Linked DNA regions of Zea mays: region 1 is linked to region 2. A link is a contact called in public Hi-C data. All regions are on one chromosome and are shown on one strand. The core of a region is the stretch at or near the end of the contact, and the rest is flanking DNA. Distances in the headings are between cores, read along the strand shown.

Region 1 (3,773 bases), core at 1,018-3,517, 48 kb after region 2:
TACCGATGACTCTTGGTTGGGCTGCCAAACGAAGTGCACCCCGGGCTCATCGGCGAGGTAGTACCCCTGGCTGTTGCACCACTGGATACGCTACTCCACTAACATACATCATGTTCGAGGATACTCACACAACGTCAGCAACGTCCATCATCTCAGCGTACAAGAATTCATGTCCGGTCAGTAGCGACTTACGTGGCAGGCTGGGCTTCAGGTGGACGATGAGCTGGACGGCGTGATGGCGTCGTCGTCGGATGCGGTGTCTAGAACAACCTGAGAGTCGTTGACGTTGCCTACAACCATGAAGCCCCTTGCTTAACGATGGACAACGCGGTGCAGCTGCTCTGTACCGCGTCCAAGCGGCGGCTTCGCGGGAGCTTGTCGTACACAGCGGCGCATGCGACCATGTAGGACTCCTTCTAGAGGTCGAACTGACAGTCGCCAAACTTCTTCTCGTCATCGATGAGCGACGCCAACGTGAGTGCCTCCTGCTCATGATGTTTGTTCGGGGTTTAATGTAAGAACATGGATTCATGCTTGGCGTTGGTTTATGAAAATGACTCACAAGTCTGATCCATGGAAAAAATATTACGAAGAAAAAATATCACGCATGTAAAAAGGGAATTTAAGAATAAAACATTATTCAAATAAAAGAAATTGCATGTAAAGCTCTTCTTTAAATAATATTACCTCCATCCAAAAATATAATTCAAGAATCTCGGTGATACTTATTTACTACTATGCATTGTGCAAGGGTAGTAAGTGAGCTTGGTGAGAGATGTAGTAGATGTGTTTCCTGTCATAAATATAGACATAAACACACATGTGGTGTAGCGGTAGCTACTCTTGGCCTTTGCTTGAGAGGTCACGGGTTCAAATCCCCTTGAGGACATGTGTGTTTTTTTAATTTTAGCTAGACGTGAGTTGTACGGAGGAATGAGAATAGGAATAGGCTTTGCAGGGAGGGGGGAATGAGAATGACAGAACAAAACAGGAATGGTGGCAGAACACGGAATGACCGACTACTCTTGCAGCCTTAATAAGTAGTAGAGATTTACATCCAATCTAAGACCAACTCCAACTTTTTTTAAAAAAAGATACACCTACATACTATGCATGTCTAATCGTTTCCCTTATACAATATAACTCATTTGTTTAATATTCTGTGATCAGTTTTAAAATTTTAAAAAGCATATAACATGTAGTATCCTAATACACATTATTATCGGGTTATAAAGACTAAACATGGTCAACATAGCAAATAAATAAGTAAATGACATAATTAATATATAGAGATGAACAATACTCCCCACTATATATGAAGTCGGTGGGGAGCAGTTGTAGAGTTTCAACCCCAAACCACATCGGACGTGGGGTAGAACACGATTCCAGGACAGCGTTGGAAACCGTCTCAAGTAGTATCACTGAAGATTCGATTATAAGATAATCGCCATAATTTAGAATTTTACATTATAGCTGGATTGGAGTATTTTTTGTAGTACTAGCTGTCGGGATTGTTTGCATTGTAGGTTTTCCGTAGCAGTTTGAAAGAAATCCAATTCCTATGTTTGGTTTACATCACTTGTGTTTATTAGAACGGAAGAACATAGTTTTCCTTTCGTGTATAAAATGGAGGAGTAAGGGTATGTTTGGATCGTAGCCTCAGTTGCCACACTTTGCCTAACTTTTCTGCCTAAGGTTAGTTCTTCAATTCGAACGACTAACCTTAGGCAAAGTGTGGCATAGTTAGCCACGAACCAAACAGGCCCTAAAACATCTACTTTATGCTCTTGGAAAGTTGCCACACGTTTAAATGAAGGGATGAACAAGTGCTTATTCACTCGAATGAAGGAATCACCATATGGTTATATTCCTATGTTCCAAACACCAATTTCTACAAGATTCATGAGTGAACAAGTAGCATCCTATGTTTCAATCGTCACTTTTTTTTACCTACACTCGTTTTCTATTTCCCCCCTTTTTATCAGTTTTGTATTGTATTCCTTCTCTCCAAATAAGTCCTTAGAGCAGTGATGAAAATTAAAATAAAATCAACGTACTCGTACTGTGTTGACCAGCATAATAGATGACACAGGAGTAGTACACGTCCTTTTCCCCATTGCTAACCGTAACACATGCTTCGTTGCACGACTCGTAGAAAAGTTACATAAAAGAAGTGAAAAAAGGGCCCGTAGAGCAAGTGAGGCCTGGACGGACGACGAGACGAACCAAGGCTATAAAGGCAGCGGAGGGCTTAACCACCCGCCCCACTCTCTCTCTCTCTCTCTCTGAACTGGCATTTGGGCCATCGATCACTGGTAACGCGCCCGCTCACTCACTCGCATCACACTCCGTAACTCCCCGACCCCCGCGCGCATGGGCGATCCCCGGGCCCGCACGTCCACCGTCGCCGCCGGCGAGCTGCGGCCGCCGGAGCCGCCGCTCGACCCGCTCGAGTTCCTCTCCCGCTCCTGGAGCGCCTCGGGGCGCGCGTTCGCGCCACCGCCGCCGACGCCGCCGCCGGCCGCGCACGCGCTCGCGGCCAGCCCCATCGCGGAGGACCCCTCGTGCGAGTTTGACGACGGGGTCGCCGCCGCCGCCGCCGCCTCCGGGAGCTCCTTCTCCTTCGCCTCCGCGGCCACGTCGCAGCTCATCATGGAGCGGATCCTCGCGCAGTCCGTGAGAGCCTCGACCCGACCTGTTCCTTCTCCCTCTACTCCGATCCATCTCGCTTTTTTTTTCTTTCGTCCTCCTCAAAATCGCACTTACTAGTTTCTTCTTTTTTTTTAAAAAAAAAGAAAGAGAAGCCGAATCTGTTGGCAACACCAACACCAGTGCGCCATTAAATAAAAAACAGTGTGCTTTGGTCGTTTTTTATTTGCCGATTCGGGATCTTTTTGTTGCCTGGCTGCATTTTACTTGGTTGGCTCCATCGTTTGTGTAGAAACCGCTCGATTTCATCATCTGCCTGTACAGTTTTTTGCCAAATCAGCCAGCTCTCCTACTGGTTTCACTCTGACCTCGGGTTGGGACAAGGAGAAGCTGCCAAACGAGAGATTTGTTCTCCTGCCATGTCCGGAACACCCAGATATAATCCCCACCTTTCTTTCTACTTAAGTGAACTACGCAGCTTAGCCGCCATTAATGGTCAAGGCTCGGCTCTTCCATTAAGCACCATCAATTCCTCGCGCGACAAGCATGCCTTTTCCCTCCGAGAAACTTGATTTCAGTTGTGTTTTTTTTGTGTGTTCCTGCTAACCTTACTGCACCTCTCTCTGAATCCCGGTTCCTGATGTCTGAACCACGCACTCTTGCTGTGCGTTCCAACCCTGCAGCAGGAAGTGGCGCCGCTCACCTCCGGCCGGCTCTCGCACAGCAGCGGCCCACTCAACGGCGGCGGCTCTCTCTCCGACAGCCCGCCGGTCTCGCCGGAGATCGATGACGCAAAGGTCAGTTCTTGCCTCGCCACCTTCACGTGCCTCGGGGATACTACTTGTCGCACGTACAGCTTCTCTGCAATTTTTTTGTCTGGCAGTAACCTGCAGTTTCTTACGCGGTACTTGTTTGGCTCACTTGCCGCTGTTGAGTGAGCCGTACTAGCTAGACGCCATTACATTAGCTGTTTCAACGCTGTCGCCGTTAGATTAGGTGTTTTAACTGCGTTGCTAGAGTAATCAGGGATTCAGGGGGGAGATAATCCAAGGCAGTACGGCACTGTTTTGTTTTACTGCCGGGTTCTAGTGGACGCACTGTTGCTGTGTTCGTGGTGTATGCTT
Region 2 (3,647 bases), core at 200-2,699:
GCCAACGTACAGCTAGCAGCACCTGCACCGGCACCATAGGTAGGCATGCACTAGCTAGGCGGCACGTGGTCCAAACACGCCGCACGACACGAATCGATGTCTTTAGACGATGACGATCGACGGCGAGCCACACACACACACAGGCACGCCAATTGGCGACGCACCTACCACTCCCCACGGCCCACGGTGCCATTTAAAGCCTGTCAGTGTCACTACACGCACGTACTCCTACCAAAAGATCGGGTTGCTTCGCGCGTCGCGCGTGGACAGGATTACTACTAATTAAGACCGTGGCCTACATACACTGACCCTGACGACTCTATTACTAGTATGTCTATTGCCAATCATTAGCGCACCGCAGATGAATTCAAATGCACGCACCGGCCGGCAGGTGATGGAAACCGACGTACTATGTACACTGTGTGCCCCTTCACTAGTACTACTACGAGCAATTGTACGTTAGTATTACACTAAGCTAAACAGTGCTCGACCATCATGACCAACCTGGATCGGCTAAGATTAAATGGATATGGATTGGGATTGCACGTGCCGGATAACATCATGGGTCTGAGCATATTAATTAGTAAGCTTTCGACTTACCACTACATGGTACTGCTCTTAATTTATTCTAAAATACGTATAGGTCATGTTTTTCTTATTTCAGAGATAAAATACGTACGGTTTAGTGGTATAAAACAGCGATCGGCTGATCACGTGTGTCGCCACTGGCCCCATGCCCCCATCCAATCCTATATGAAGAACTACTGCTGATATTTCTGGTGCATGCATGCACTGGTCCGAGAAATTCAAGTGAAGACAAATACATTAACTTTACGCATGCAGTGGCCCCAACCGATGAGTTCAGCAGCATCACATTGGATGCCGGCGGCGGTCTCAGTGATCAAAAACTGAACGCTATCAGCAGACGAAGAGTAGATTTATTCAAGACTAGAGAGCACACGCGCGAGCAGCAGCAGTGCGTAATGTATGTGTGAGGGAATATTCTGAACAAGCTGTTATCAGTCAATCATACACCAGAGACCAGCAGTCCAGCACACGCTAAACTCGATCCACTGGCGCATGCATGCATGGTGCGGAGTAATGGAGACAGTGCGGTGCAAGTGGCGAGTGCCGGCCTTGATGGTGAGATAAGGATGCCAAGGTTGGACGCCATGATTTGAGAGGCAGCACCAGCAGCACCATGGCTGTCTTCTCGTTTCCCATGTATCTTTCTCACCCGACGTGTAGTAAGGCTCTTGCTGGGCCGAACGAGGAGGGAGGGGAGAGGAGGGGCCACCGCCACAATGCCCACCCGTCATATCTACTAGTGGGAGTGGGGCACTAGTGGGAGGCTCGACGGCGACCGGGGGTCCCTGGTACTGCACGGCTCCGGCGCCCGCGGGCGCGCGTGTGGGGGGTTGAAGAAAGAGCCGAGATCAGGGGCGGAACTGCAGGGAATCATTGTGCTGGCTGGCTGATGCGTGCCCGCCCCTCCCCCGGCCGGTGCGTGGACGGCGACACGTACGCCGTGCTAGTGTCGCCGTCGACCGTCGCGGTCCGCACGGTGGGCCGGGTCGATACGACCGGTTGGTGGTGGACGTGGACGTGGACGCCCTCTCCAGTCCACGGCTGTGCGTGCCTCCGCCGGAGGGCCTCCATCCACCACAGTTCGGAAACAAGAAGGGCCGATAGAGAGCGGTGTGGCCGTCCGTCTGCTGCAGATGGAGACGGAGAATCACATCATCGTTGGGCTGGGCGCTGGTTTCCACTCGACGCGGCGGGGCCTGACAGTGGAAACATGCAATGAATGCACTCACATGCCGCAATAGCTACACCACGCGCACGCAGTAGTGAAACCTCGTCCGTCCCTAATCACATATTCACAGTAGTAGTGAATCCTTGGCTGCTGCTGCTGCCGGTGCCGGTGCACTACTGCGCAGCATATGCACTCGCAGCAGCAGTAGTAGAAGAAGAAGTCGTCTGCATGCATGTCGGTAGCGCCCGCCCTCGCACCTGCTTAGTTCCTGTCCTGTGCACGCAAGGCGTGCGTGCTGCGACGACGACCACTACCAGGACGGCCTGCACTGCACTGCACTGCGTGTTTCTCCCCTTCTATCGTGCAAAGTCAGCAACCGTGCAGCACAACAACAACAACAAAAAATTAAACAAGTACGCACTGCTGGTCACTACTGTTGTTACTGACGCTCTGTACGTGGCATGGCCCCCATGCATGCGTCTTACAATCAATGCGTGTGCTTCTTCGACGTTTCGATCCGGTCCCTCTGCTTCTTCGGCCTTCCGGCAGGCAAGGCATGCGTACGGTCCAGATCTACTGAATGCAGTGCAGCAGCCATGGTCCAGAGAGCCCTGATATGTCACACCTTCACCATGACCGTGCATCCAAGCAGTTATACTCCGTCCGTCATCTTCAATGCCTTTTTTTTTGTTTTGTTTTTTTGCCATCCATCTAATCTATTTTCGATACCAGAACTTGCATGGGAAGATGCAACCAAGTTGACATTTAGTTCACATATTTGTAACTTAAAGGTTCACTGACAACGTTAAATCATATTTGTTTAAATTCAATCGTTGTTAGATATCACATTAGAAATTGATACCGATCTATTGAAACTTGTTGCCGCCGGTGTGTGAAATTATTATCATTTACGTTATATTTGGTGAACCAAACACCACCCAAAAAGTGTTGCGTACGTTGCCATCGGTCGCACCTCTTGTATATCTATCTATAGGCAGAAGAAGAAGAAAAATATGATTTCTCGTACGTTACGTTGTGCATGAATTGACCTCTCGTATGGTTCCATTCCGTCGATCCAGTGCGCCCATTTTCTGCCAGTGAGAGCTAGATGACCGGGGCGGCCGGGGGATGGCTGTTGCCTGTTGCAAGTGGGAGTAGTAGTAGGTAGGTACACTAGTCAAGCCTGGGTTGACCTTGATACAGTAGAGTCTCACGAACAGTGTCCAAGAAACGTACCCCCCTAGTACGTACAGATGACCAGGCTCGTCACCGTGCGCGCGCGTACAATACAATGCGTGCACACGAGAGATCGATCGCGCATTCGCGCGGCAGAAAGGAGACCTACGCTGCTGCTGAGATGCTGGAAGGAGCAACGCGTTGCAGACTGCAGTTCGCAAGCAAGCAGGTGCACGCACGGCTACTACGTTGCTAGCCGTTTCGCGAGTCAGACTTAACAACATATACGAGGAGCATAGCAGGCTAGCTGGTTTGTTTGTGCGTGAGACAGTGCGGACGAGTTGTTTAGCTCTCACGTGCGACGCGATGAGAGTGGGGCCAATCGTCTCGCCTCGCTAGGCAAGGTTGTCGGCCGTCTGTCAGGTGTGTCCGGATCTCTTTACCGGTTGCTGTGTAGCCTGGCCAGCTAAGGATTTTACTACAGAGCATTTAGGGCTTTATTAGGCCCCTGTTGGGTACAGATTCTCCAGCAGATGGTTTGGTATAATTTTTTTCACTAATAAATAGGGCGTGCATTGTTTTTTCCCCACAAGATGTAGGAGCTAGATAGAGGTTAAAATATAGGCGTTTGATAGAGGTAACATTATTAGCCTTTAGTTTGACAACTGTATTTTTTCTAAAGTATTCCTATTTTTATAAGAAAAAATAAATTAAT

The links. Hi-C and Micro-C count contacts between places; a contact is called where the count stands out from the background.
Region 1: a Hi-C map of ear shows a contact between it and region 2, with 2.8 times the contacts expected there. The contact joins the promoter of LOC100278869 here to the enhancer-like site in region 2. A contact is called at or near these places in 22 of 25 Hi-C or Micro-C datasets (bundle sheath, ear, endosperm and 6 more) and 3 of 3 datasets of contacts at active chromatin or transcription factors (leaf, seedling and shoot).

Annotation. Positions count from the first base shown.
Region 1 is chr1:259,398,561-259,402,333 of Zm-B73-REFERENCE-NAM-5.0, forward strand. LOC100278869 reads left to right here and starts at 2,268. Exons shown (of 7, transcript NM_001152005.2): 1 at 2,268-2,676; 2 at 3,333-3,446. The coding sequence starts at 2,374.
Region 2 is chr1:259,351,857-259,355,503 of Zm-B73-REFERENCE-NAM-5.0, forward strand. No RefSeq gene overlaps it. Among protein-coding and RNA genes, the nearest start is that of LOC100281119, 16 kb to the left of the region's middle. Within about 2 kb of position 1,450, at least 15 of the 20 cell types and tissues checked have an H3K27ac peak or open chromatin away from gene starts, as enhancers often do. A contact at or near this core is called in bundle sheath, ear, leaf and 4 more, where this site is marked.